Regions from separate parts of the Sus scrofa genome. Here all the other regions are linked to region 1. The links are chromatin contacts, called in public promoter capture Hi-C maps. All regions are on one chromosome and are shown on one strand. The core of a region is the stretch at or near the end of the contact, and the rest is flanking DNA. Distances in the headings are between cores, read along the strand shown. Region 1 overlaps SHE (SH2 domain-containing adapter protein E). Region 2 holds the start of UBE2Q1 (ubiquitin-conjugating enzyme E2 Q1). Region 3 holds the start of IL6R (interleukin 6 receptor).

Evidence for each region. Promoter capture Hi-C pulls out the DNA fragments that hold promoters and counts their contacts.
Region 2: a contact with region 1 is called in a promoter capture Hi-C map of liver, with 4 times the contacts expected there. The contact joins the promoter of UBE2Q1 here to the enhancer-like site in region 1. A contact is called at or near these places in 3 of 5 promoter capture datasets (fetal liver and liver), 28 of 47 Hi-C or Micro-C datasets (alveolar macrophages, blood, brain and 15 more) and 2 of 2 datasets of contacts at active chromatin or transcription factors (alveolar macrophages and skeletal muscle).
Region 3: a promoter capture Hi-C map of liver shows a contact between it and region 1, with 3 times the contacts expected there. The contact joins the promoter of IL6R here to the enhancer-like site in region 1. A contact is called at or near these places in 2 of 5 promoter capture datasets (both in liver) and 6 of 47 Hi-C or Micro-C datasets (alveolar macrophages, blood, liver and 3 more).

Annotation. Positions count from the first base shown.
Region 1 is chr4:95,302,432-95,306,101 of Sscrofa11.1, reverse strand. It overlaps SHE (SH2 domain-containing adapter protein E), which reads right to left. Exons shown (of 6, transcript XM_001929442.4): 6 at 1-2,495. The coding sequence ends at 2,309. Among named protein-coding and RNA genes, the nearest start is that of TDRD10, 20 kb to the right of the region's middle. Within about 2 kb of position 1,996, at least 5 of the 83 cell types and tissues checked have an H3K27ac peak or open chromatin away from gene starts, as enhancers often do. A contact at or near this core is called in liver and retroperitoneal adipose tissue, where this site is marked.
Region 2 is chr4:95,219,044-95,222,713 of Sscrofa11.1, reverse strand. It overlaps UBE2Q1 (ubiquitin-conjugating enzyme E2 Q1), which reads right to left and starts at 1,565. Exons shown (of 15, transcript XM_001929469.6): 1 at 1,387-1,565; 2 at 1,358-1,384; 3 at 1,117-1,355. The coding sequence starts at 1,441. LOC110260318 (a long non-coding RNA gene) reads right to left here. Exons shown (of 3, transcript XR_002343431.1): 3 at 3,581-3,670.
Region 3 is chr4:95,379,451-95,383,120 of Sscrofa11.1, reverse strand. IL6R (interleukin 6 receptor) reads left to right here and starts at 2,054. Exons shown (of 10, transcript NM_214403.1): 1 at 2,054-2,138. The coding sequence starts at 2,054.

The sequences.
Region 1 (3,670 bases), core at 747-3,246:
ATACTTAATGCATCAGGCCTGCTTTCAAAATGTCATGTCATTATTACATTCATCACAGTTGCTGGGTGTGGGCCAAAATCATTTAGTGCACAAAGAAAAATTTTACAAAGCATTTAGCGTTTATTAAAATTAGGATAACTATTGTATTTCCTCTGTAGAATAAGTTTAAGTAAAAAATAAAGTTTCATTTTTAGAATGTTGAACTAAAGATAAGTCTAACACAATGTATATGGAAGATAATAAATATTGAATTGCAATTATGGATGCTAAAAATTCAAAAAAAAATCTTGTGCTAAAGATATAGTACATACAATACATTTAAAAAGTTTTATTGGGGAGCTCCCTTCATGGCTCAGCAGTTAATGAACCTGACAAGGATCCATGAAGATGCGGGTTGCATCCCTGGCCTCGCTCAGGGGGTTAAGGATCCAGCGTTGCCATGAACTGTGGTGCAGGTCGCAGACCTGGATTGGATCCCTTATTGCTGTGGCCATGGTTCCGATTCACCTCCTAGCCTGAGGACTTCCATAGGTCGCAGGTGCCACCCAAAAGAAAAAAAAAAGGCAAAAGTTTTATCAGTCCTTTTTTTTTTTTTTGGACCAAGCCATGCCTGTAGCATGTGGAAGTTCTTGGGCCAGGGAGCAAACCCACGTCACAGCAGTGACCCAACCCAATGCAGTGACAATGTGGGACCGTTAACCCACTCTGCCACAAGAGAACTCCAGAACATTCATTACAAAAATCGTTGCGATCCAGTGAGAAAAAGTTTCTTTCAAATTTTTAAAATCAAAATCATGACCCTTTGGCTACGATCTTAATAAAGAAGCAAATATGTACTAATCTCTAATTATAACAGTAAATGATGACTGATAACTAGAAGGATATGTTTCCCTAAAAATTAACCCAAATCAACATTTTTTTTTTGTGCATTTAATATTAGTTACCAAAGTTAACTTTTCGGTGATGACAGGCAGCACATTTGTATCTAGACCAGTTTTAAGAACCAAATTACAAAGCCCAGAATACAGAAACATCTGCGCAGTTGTAATTATAGAGACCCTCACTGTAGCTTCTCACAGTACGCCATTCCCGCAGGTTTTTTTCACAGTAAGTACATTGGTGATATAAGTTCACGGTTAAGTCATAAAGATAACAATGCTATGAATATTATTTTAATATCTTTAAGCAACAGTAGTTAAAGAAGTCTTCAGTCTTTTGAAATATTTTTATGCAGTGCAAACTGGTCTGCTTTGTACAGCATGAGAGAAACCTTACGGGCTTTAGAGAATCAGTTCCCACAATCAGATCCCAGGGTTTTATAGAGAGTTTTTGTTTTTTTTAAGTTACTCTAAAAATACAAAGCAAATCCAATTTTAGGGATTAAAAATTAAAAATGGTTCCAATAACAACTAAAATGCACAAAAGAGGAAACAAAAGATTTGAGAAGTTCTGTAGAAGCATCCAATATAAAAATACATTGTAAATTTGTTTTGCAGACTTTCAGATTTGCTAAAAATAAAAAATGAAATCTTTGTTGTGTATTTTATCCTGTGATTCAGAAGGACGGTAACGCTGCCAATGCTAAATTATATTGGTGATTCTTAAATCGGGGCTATCTTCCTTCCTATTTATGCTTATATTACTGATTGGCTGAGAAATGATGAAAAAGTCCTCAGAGACTGAGAAAACACAAACTTTCTTAGAAGGCTGGCTGACAAAATAATCCTTTGGCCAGACCCTAACGCTGTGAATTTTCATGCACTCCAGAGCTTAGCTAGGACCCTCGAGAGAGAAAGACAGCTTTCTCCAAAATGCCTACCACTTAACTTATTTTCCACTGTTCATGCTTTTCCCCGAGAAGGGCTCCTGTATTACCTGTTCTTTGAGCCCACATGATCATTGTTTTGTCTTATGTCAAAGCCAAGTGCATTTGTGTTGGTTTGTTTGGAGACCAGGCATTCCAGGGAACAGCTGGCACATTCTTGGACAACCTTCCTATCTCTGGACTCTGGACTTACCTTTCCTGAGGGTCATGCCCCAAACAGAACACCCTACTCCAGAGAGTGGAGGCAACTGGTCCATGCTGGTTTCTTATTGTGGAACGACTGAGCAAGGAGAAAAGGGACCGGTCAGGAACCAAGTGTCACAGAATGGATTCAAGGTCAAAGATTTTTGGACTTCTAAATGAAGAGTCCCGCTTCCTCCCAAATACTGTGGTGCAGTTCAGCCCTGTCTCCTGAGATGCCGGTTGGGTGCGGATGCCCTCCGAGGTGCAAGAGGCCCCGCCGGGGCTTTTGGTGGCTGAACCTTAGTGCAGCTTGCTGTGTACAGGGTAGAGTAAGGTCATGTGTTCTGCCCCCTTGAAGGGCAACTTCTCGTTGGAATAATAGTGTACCACTTCCGGGATGCTGTCGAAGACAGCGCTCGTCTGATTCAGGGTGTATTTGTTGTCTTTGGTCTGAGCCACGATGATGTGGACACAGCCTTGACTCGTCCTGGAACAAGACCAAAATCAAGGAGAAGATGTGAATGGGGGAACAGAGGGTCCCTTCCACTGAAAACAATCCTAGCCTGATTCACGGGCCAAAAGGTTCCCATCCATCCCCGGAACTGTCACGCACAAACAGGAAGGTTTCTAGCACCCCACTGGATGCTCCGAAGCTTCGCAGCCCTCAGCTAAATGGGTATCATCCGTGGGTTGTGGATCCTTGAGACACACAAGTCATCAGGCACTCGACCAAAAAAGAAAAAAAAAAAAAAAAAAGCCCAGTCCCTTCTGCCCGCACCCCCCAACTGGCAAACTAGTGCTTAAGCCCCAGGATGAAACCACGACAGGGAGGTTTAAACTCACCCTGTGTGAAGGCTAAAAGGACATGTGTAAGGTTTCCTCCTTTCCTCCCCAAAGAACACATTAAGAATAATAATAATAATAAAACTGTTCCCCCCCCCCAGTCTGGAAGGACTGTTCCTGGTTGTGTATAATGACAGCTGGCACCGAAGGCTCAAAGATCTAATCCACCCGTACCAGTTTCAGGAACACAGCAAAGCTATTCCTGGTATTGTGTATCTGGTGGCCTATCCCGTTTTCTGAGCCATGTTGCTCCCCTCCCCAACCTCTTTTCCCCTCCAGTCTGATTGTTTCAGCTGCAGGGGCTCAGCTTCCTCAGGAAGGAAATGCTGTTAGCGCGCTTGACAATGATCCTCCAATATAGCAGCACTGAACTTGCAGAGCAATGAGAATTTCCATGACACCAGCGCCACCAGGCCTGCCAGGCCAAACGAATGTTCTGGGTCCAATGGGGCAGAGGAGTCATGGCAAGGCAGTGTCTCCTTCTTCGCCCGGAAGAAATGGGTACCAAAATTGCAGCTGGCATGTTGACAGTCAAGGGATCTGATCTATCCGAGTCCCAAACACTGGGGAATAAAAGAAGGACTGAACCACCCTGTTGGAAATTCTTTTTAAAAAAAATTTTCCAATTTGGTTTTTAAAAATTATAATTGATGTACAATGTTTCTTCAATTTCTGTTGTACAACAAAGTGACCCAGTCACATATATATATGTACATGCTTTTTTTTTTTTTTCATACTATCTTCCGTCATGTTCCAACCCAAGAGATGGGACATAGTTCCTTGTGCTGCACAGTAGGACACTATATATCCAGAATCATA
Region 2 (3,670 bases), core at 316-2,815, 83 kb after region 1:
TGAAACACAGTTTGGTGGGGCATCATCCAACCCAAGCGGAGGCTGGCCTCACCACACCTTGACCTGGTTTGATAGAAAAAAGGGATAAGAAACAAGAGCCATGTAAACTGAATTCAGACCCCCAAGCGCCACGCAATTCACAAGTCTGCCTTTCCCCAAGCTGCTCCCAATTGCAGTCTGCCTGCCTGGATTAAAGCACTGTCCCCTGGCTCGCTAACCAGTGCTGCCAGCAGGGCAAACACTATCACACCAGGTGGTATCAACCACTGTAAGTGCTACACCATGCAGTATCAGGCATTCCCAGATTATCAGAGGCCAAACCTCTTCACAGGATGTTTGAGGGTATAGCCTAGGACATGTAAGGTGCCTCCTACTCTAGCGCACCTAGGATGGTATGATGTTCACTAGGAAAAAAGAAGGAACTGTCAGAATAAACGGGATAGCCCCCAAACGTCACCATCATTACCAGGAAAGGCAAGAACCCAAGACAACGAGAGATACCCACAGGGACCAGGAGGGGAGTGGCGACTACCAGCTGGGGCAAGAGGAGAGTTAGAGGTTATACCAGAATAAAAGGGAATCCAAAAAGAGGAGTCGCTGAACTGCAAACTATCACTTAATAAAACTGAAAGAGGGGCTAAATAAGAGATGCCTGGGCAGGGATCCCACAGGTGGCAACGTCCTAAATCAAAGGTGCTACTGAAAAGGGGGCATCACTGAAATCTGCAGAGTTCCAAGGGAGGTCCTTCCAGCTCAAGTCAGTGCAGCAGCCTGGAACCTTCAGGTGATAGTGGGGGGATGAGAGGGGCATTCTTGGGTGGCAAGGTAAAGTTGCTTAGTAGCCAAAATCATGAACCCATGGATGTGGGTGGGTTAGTGGAAAGGGGTAGTTGAGGCGCCATATGTCGGGTGTCCCTCACTATGAAGGGCAGAGATTCTTTCCAGGTGCACGACAGAACCTCAAACGGCACAAACAAGTGTAACCTGGAGAAAAGGAGCCTAGCCCCGAGAGGGGGATTCGGCCTCCCAGGTCTTTGGAGAGCAAAAAGCCGTGTGGGGTAATCCCGAGTCCCAGACAAGAGGTCCCCAGAGACGCGCACGCGAAGGGGTCCTCACCGTGATGTTGCAGTGGATGCGGACAGGATCCCCAGGCACCGACCCCCGTGGGGGGAGATGAGGTCCGGGCGCGGCCCCCGCCCCGGCCCCTCCGGCCCCAGCCAGCAGGAACTCGCAGCTCAGCTCGTCTAGGCAGGCGCTGGCAATGCGGAAGCGCTCGTGGCCGCGGTGGAAGATGGACTCGAGCAGCTTCAGCTCCCGCCTCAGGCAGGGCCCCGGCCCCGGGCCCCCCCCGGGCCGCCCCCGGCCCCCGGCGCCGCCCCCTGGCCCCCAGCTGCTGCCCCGGCCCCGGCTGCTGCTGCCCCTGCGGCTGCGGCTGCTGCATCCTCCGCTCCGCTCCGCTCCGGGGCCGGCGGGCCGGGAGCCTCCGGCCTCCGCTCCGGGCTCCGCCGCCGCCGCCGCCGCCGCCGCCGCGGTCCGCACTTCCTGATCCCCCCTTCGCCAAGATGGCGCCGCCGCCACCTCTGGGACAGGGCCCCCCCCCTCCGCTCCCTGGCCCCCCCCACAGCCGCCGGAAGCCGCGCGCCCCTCCTCCTCCTTCTCGGAGACTCCGCCTCCGTCCCCTCTCACGTGACTTCGCTGTTCTGACCTCCTTCACGTGACACCTCTCTTCTTCCCGCCCCTTGTTCTCCGCGGCCACCCTCCACATGTGACCCAGGGCTTCAGCTCGCGGCTTGCAGAGCCTCAGTGCGTGTTTACGTACGGCGGGTGTGCGTGCGTGCGTGCGTGCGACGGCCCTCGCCGGCTCTCCCCTCTCACGTGACCCGGCGCCGCGTGCTCCCAGGGGCTACTTGTGCGGGACTCTGTTTCCTGCTCTGGGCCCTTTTACGCCGAGCACCGGTGAACGTGCCGGGCGCTCGGTGGTCGGAAGAAAGACGGAGAGCTGCGGTCGCCTATTTGCTTTGTCCTGCGCACCCACGCTTGTCCTCGGCGCAGGGTGCCCGAGCCTCTGTCCCCTTGGGCACACACTGAATGAGGGACATGGGATTGGAGAATGAGCCGGATTGGCAGGGCCAGGACCCTCTGTGACCTTGGGTTAATTACCTTCCCTCATTTCTCTCATCTGTGCAATGACAGATGAGGATAGTAATGCTTGCTTTGCCTCCCTCCGAGGATTGGAATTGAAATCACGAAGTGATTGCTGGTCGATTATGTACGAAGAGTAGCCAATAAGCTAACCTTTCACGGCTATCAGACTCTCGGGGTCTGGACGACGTTTGGGGTGGGACGGCACGGGCTTCCTCTGCGGTGTCATGGGAGCAGTGCATGACTAGTTTACACCATTAACCCGGCAGTAAGATGGAGGGACGCAAGCCTGGGCGGACCACTTTCCCAGTCTCAAGTCCTAAGCGCTAACACCTTGTCGCAGTGGTCCCGGCATTGCCGGGGATAGGCAGCAGTGCCTCTGGAGCCTCGCTAGGTGGCACTATCACAAAGGACAAAGCTGGCAGAGGTTCCAGAGACCCATAGTTGGCGTTCCTTTGCCAAGGGCAGGTGTTAGCCTGTGGAAAGGCCCGGGGGATTCTACCAAGACGCCTCGGGGCTTGAGAACCTGGCCAGATCGCCTCTTTCTCCTCTCACTTGGCTTAAAGTGAGTTAACATTTATTTGAAGTTGACCTCGGTGCTTCCTATTGGGCTACTCATTTATGTCGTCAGTGGTGGTTGATTAAAAGTCTTCTTTGCCTAAGTTGGGCTCTTGGTATTTAAAGATGATTGAGGTGTAGAACTAGCCTAGGGCTGTTTTATCTCCTTTGAGGAGACTGAAGAGTTTGCTGCATGTCACCTCTGTCTGAATGTGCAAGTTGGGAGCATAAAAGGTTGTGGTAAGAACTCCCATTTATTGATCTATATTCAAATCTTGTAATAACTTGTAATGGAAAATACTCTGAAGTATTATTTCAGAATATATATGTGAATCACTTTGCCATACACATGAAACAGAGTATTGCCGATCAAGTATACCTCTTTTAAAAAGAATTCCTGTTTACTGAATACTTCCTGAGTCAGGGGATCCTGCAAATGTTTCTAATTACCCAACAACATTGCCAGGGCAGCTTTTTATCTATTTTACAAGTAGGGAAAAGGAGTGACTGCCCAAGGATTTACAGCTAGTAAGCAGAGTTCCCGGGCATGTCTCCAAAGTCCATGCCCTAACCCACTCTCTGCCTTCCTCTGATGCTCTCTCAAGAAGTTTTCACCGGAGTTCCCATTGTGGCGCAGTGGGAACAAATCTGACTAGGAACCATGAGGTTACGGGTTCGATCCCTGGCCTTGCTCAGTGGGCTAAGGATCCAGCGTGGCCATGAGCTGTGGTGTGTGTCGCAGACACAGCTAGGATCCTGTGTTGCTGTGGCTGTGGCGTAGGCCAGCAGCTGTAGCTCCGATTAGACCCTCAGCCTTGGAACCTCCATATGCCACAGTGCAGCCCTAAAAAGGGAAAAACAAAAAGTTTTCACATGTCCATTGACTCCAGCCCTTACCCAAGAAAACCACAAATGAAGCCATTCAAAAGATCCAGAATTCCATATTTTATAATGAGTTTTCATTAGACGA
Region 3 (3,670 bases), core at 805-3,304, 77 kb before region 1:
CTGAGATGGAAACACTATCTGTCTGACTCCCGGCTGATGGATTAGAGATGGGAAGGCCCCCTTTGGTGCAGGAGCCAGGTGGGGTCTGAGACACCTGTTCTTGGGCTTCAATAGCCCTCTTTCAAACTCACCTATCTGAACAGAAGGCTTTCTGCAGCCTTCTGGTTTTAGACTGCAGCTTGTAGTCCCTCTTTGATCATTTTCAGGTCTGTATCTGCCACAAGTAGGGGGAGGGGCAACCACAGTGGGAGCCCCACCGCAATGTCATTTTATTTATTATTTATTTTTTATTATTTAAAAAAATTTTTAGTGCTATACAGCAGGATCTCATTGCCTATCCATTCCAAAGGCAATTGTTTGCCACTATTAATCATATTTATTTTATTATTTTTGAGGGCCACACCTGTGGCCTGTGAAATTTCTCGGGCAAGGACTGAACCCGTGCCACAGCAGTGATCCGAGTCACAGGAGCGACAATGCTGGATCCTTAATCCACTGAGCCACCAAGGAATTTTAAACAGCAGGAGAAAGGGCCAGTGCCAAAAGATCTACCTTCCAACATGTTTTTTTCCCTCGCCTGTGGGTGTGGCTGGAGCAAGCCCACCCAAACCAGCCTCTGGCATGGGGTGGGTCGGGGCAGGTGCCTGGTTCTGCCAAGCACTGCTGATGGGAGGTTCCCACAGAGAAACCTAGAAGCACGCCGGCTGCATTGCAGAAACCCTATTTCTTCAGGCCGGATCCTATCCCCTGGGGGCTTCCACCAAACCATGCCCACTCCTGCTGCCCCAGGAGCCTTGGTCCTGGTCCTGAAGCCCAAAGTGGAAAAGCACATCTTCATAGGCACTTGCTGGGCCAGAAACTTCTCAGCCTAGACCTTATTTCAGTAATTTTCATTCCTTCCAAACTCAGCTCTGAGGCCACCTGTCAGATTCAGGGTCCCTGGGGAACCTTGGTGGGCCCTTTAAAGAGATGGTTGTGGTTGCTTCTGAAAGCCAAGTACCAGTTTCTATCTATCACATCAGGAGGGTGGACGTGCCTGTTTTGACATCGATGGAGCACCTGTGGTCTGGACCCTGTGTCAAGTGTGTAGATCTTTATAACCATGGTATCTTCATAACCATCCTGATATTGACTTTCTTATCTCTCTCTGACATAAGAGGAAACAGAAACTCAAAAGATTTCACACAGCTGTCACAGAAGGTGGAGGTCTGGAGGGGATACTTCCATTTGGAAGCTTCCAGAGCCCAAATCTGTCCCTGGCCTGTGCTGCAGGGAACACAGGCACGGAGAAAGGATGAACCTTTACTCTATCGAGGATCTCGATGCCCGAGCCTCATCCCAGATCCATTAAGTCAGAATCAAATCCATTAAATCTCTGGGCGTGAAGCGATACATCGGTGGCTTTGGGGGCTCCCCGAGTGATTCCGAGGGGGCAGAAAGGGCTGCCAATCGCTGCTTTACTCTAACAGTAAGAGGCACATCGCCTCCTCCAGGCTCTCCAGGTGCTCCTTTCACAGAGTAATCCTGGTCACGAAACCAAAAATCAAAACCGAGCTGGTGGCGTCTAATTCTCCTGTTCTCATCAATAGAAGGAGAGGGAGGGAGAGTTCGCCCCCGCTGGGCTCGGGGCTCAGGGCCTCGCGGCTCAGGTGCGGCGCTGCGGCCGGAAGCCACCCCCTCCGCTCGGCCGGTGCGCGGGGCTGTTGCGCCATCCGCTCCGGCTTTCGTAACAGCACTCTGGGCCGGCCGAGAGACGACTCCAGCGCGAGTTCCTCAAATGTTTTCCTGCGTTGCCAGGACCGTCCGCTGCTCTGAGTCATGTGCAAGTGGGAAGTCGCACTGACAAGGAGCCCAGCCAGAGGGAGCCGAGTCGAGTGCGGCGCGGGGCTCGGGGACTAGCCTTGCGTGCTGAGCGCGGGCCCCCCGGGGATGGGGGCTGCCCTCGGGGCTTGAGCCCGCCCGCCGCCCCGCCCCGGCCGCCCGGCCGCCCGGCCGCCCGCCCGCCTGCCTGGCTGCCTCTCTGGGATCATGGGGCATTAGCTGAGGAGGAAGCATGCTGGCCGTCCGCTGCGCGCTTCTGACCGCTCTGCTTGCCGCGCCCGGGATGGCGCTGGCCCCGAGGGGCTGCTCCAAACTGGGTAAGGGCTTCGGGCGCACCTGAAGGGCTTGGACAGCTGGTGGGTGGGGGAACCTCTGCGGCTGCCGCAGACTCAGGGCAGCGGAGGGAGGCAGGAGGGGTGACGGCCCCCCCTGGTCGGGGCTAGTTTGGGTCCCCGCGGCACAAGGTGCGGTCCCGGGCTGCCCCGGCTGTCCGGTGGCGGCCCCTCGCTCGCGCGCCCCCTGCTGCGTCCTGCGCCTTTGGCCGGGCGCGCTCTCCCCGTGACGGCTCTGTGGCCGGGAAGCTCCCTGCGGTCTGCGTCCAGGACAAGGTGTGTTCTCGTATGTCCTTCCCAGGGCCCCCGGGAATCCTTACACAGCTGTCCCGGGTTACTTTAAGAGGCGATGCCCTAGCGGAGTGGAGTTCTTGCCCGGGGCGTCCTTGGTACCAGCGCCCCGTTTGCCCCTCAGCTTTGGGGAAGGCACTCCTCCTGGCTCTCCCCTCCGCCCCCTGGGTTCATGTGTGGATGACAGTGCCTTGACTGTGAAGGGACTGATTTCATGGGCTCTGAGTCACGGACTCTCCCGCTGCCTTGTTGCCGGCACTCGCTTAGGCAGACACGAGCTCTAGCAAGCTGGATGCCTACCCCCTGAGAATTGAGGCCAAGTGGGGAGGCTGGCCAGGGATTGGGGCGGCTTGAGGCTGGCACACACTGGACTCCACTGCCAGACCACAGGAGGGGGAGGCAGGGGGACAGGGGGCACTTGTTGCTCCTGCGGACTGTAATCCGCCTCTGGCCGGCAGTCCTTTCTCTGGGCTCTGGCGGCATGCCCAGCTGCGTGTCTAGTCGCTCCTCTGGAGGAGCCGGGCAACTGTTTGTCCAGAGGTTTATTTTAGGGTCTGAGGGCTTCTTTGAGGACACAGTGGAAAACCATGCGGGCAGCCGGCAGGCTTCTGGGAACGGATTGCTGGCGAGGTGGGGGCTCTGGCTTTCACTGCTAGAAGGCACTGCTAGACCCCACGGTGCTCCTGCCCCAATGAACACCCACCCTCTGCCTGTCTCTCACTCCCTGCTGCAGAGAGCTAGAGGCTGATGTGCCTGCAGCTCTCTGCTTTCTGAATGGTTGTGTTCCTTGGCTTTGGAAGAGGAAGGTGAAGGGATTCTTTTTCTTGGCACACATTTATAACTCCTGTGGGTAGTAGCCATTGTTGATGGAGGCCTCTGGTGCTTGACATGAGTTTTCTAATCCTTCACCACGGGATCTAAATCTTACTTGGTTCCAAAGAAGAGACTGAGGGTCACAGAGGTTGGGATAGGAGGTTGTCAGGCTCAGTTGGTGGAGGCCCACTCCTCCATGTTCCTCTGCGCCCATGTGGTAGGTCCCGAAGACTCCCAAATGTAGAACTAGCCCAGCAGGCAGAGCTGGGGGTGTTTGGGGGGCAAGCTGAGGGTCCTCCTTGGCTGGCTGAGCTCTGGGCAGAAGAGGCCAGGGGAAGGGAAGGCCTAGGTTGGTCGGCTGTGCTGTCAGAGGAACCCGAGGCAGGGTTGAGGCCTGGGTCACCTGGGAGGGA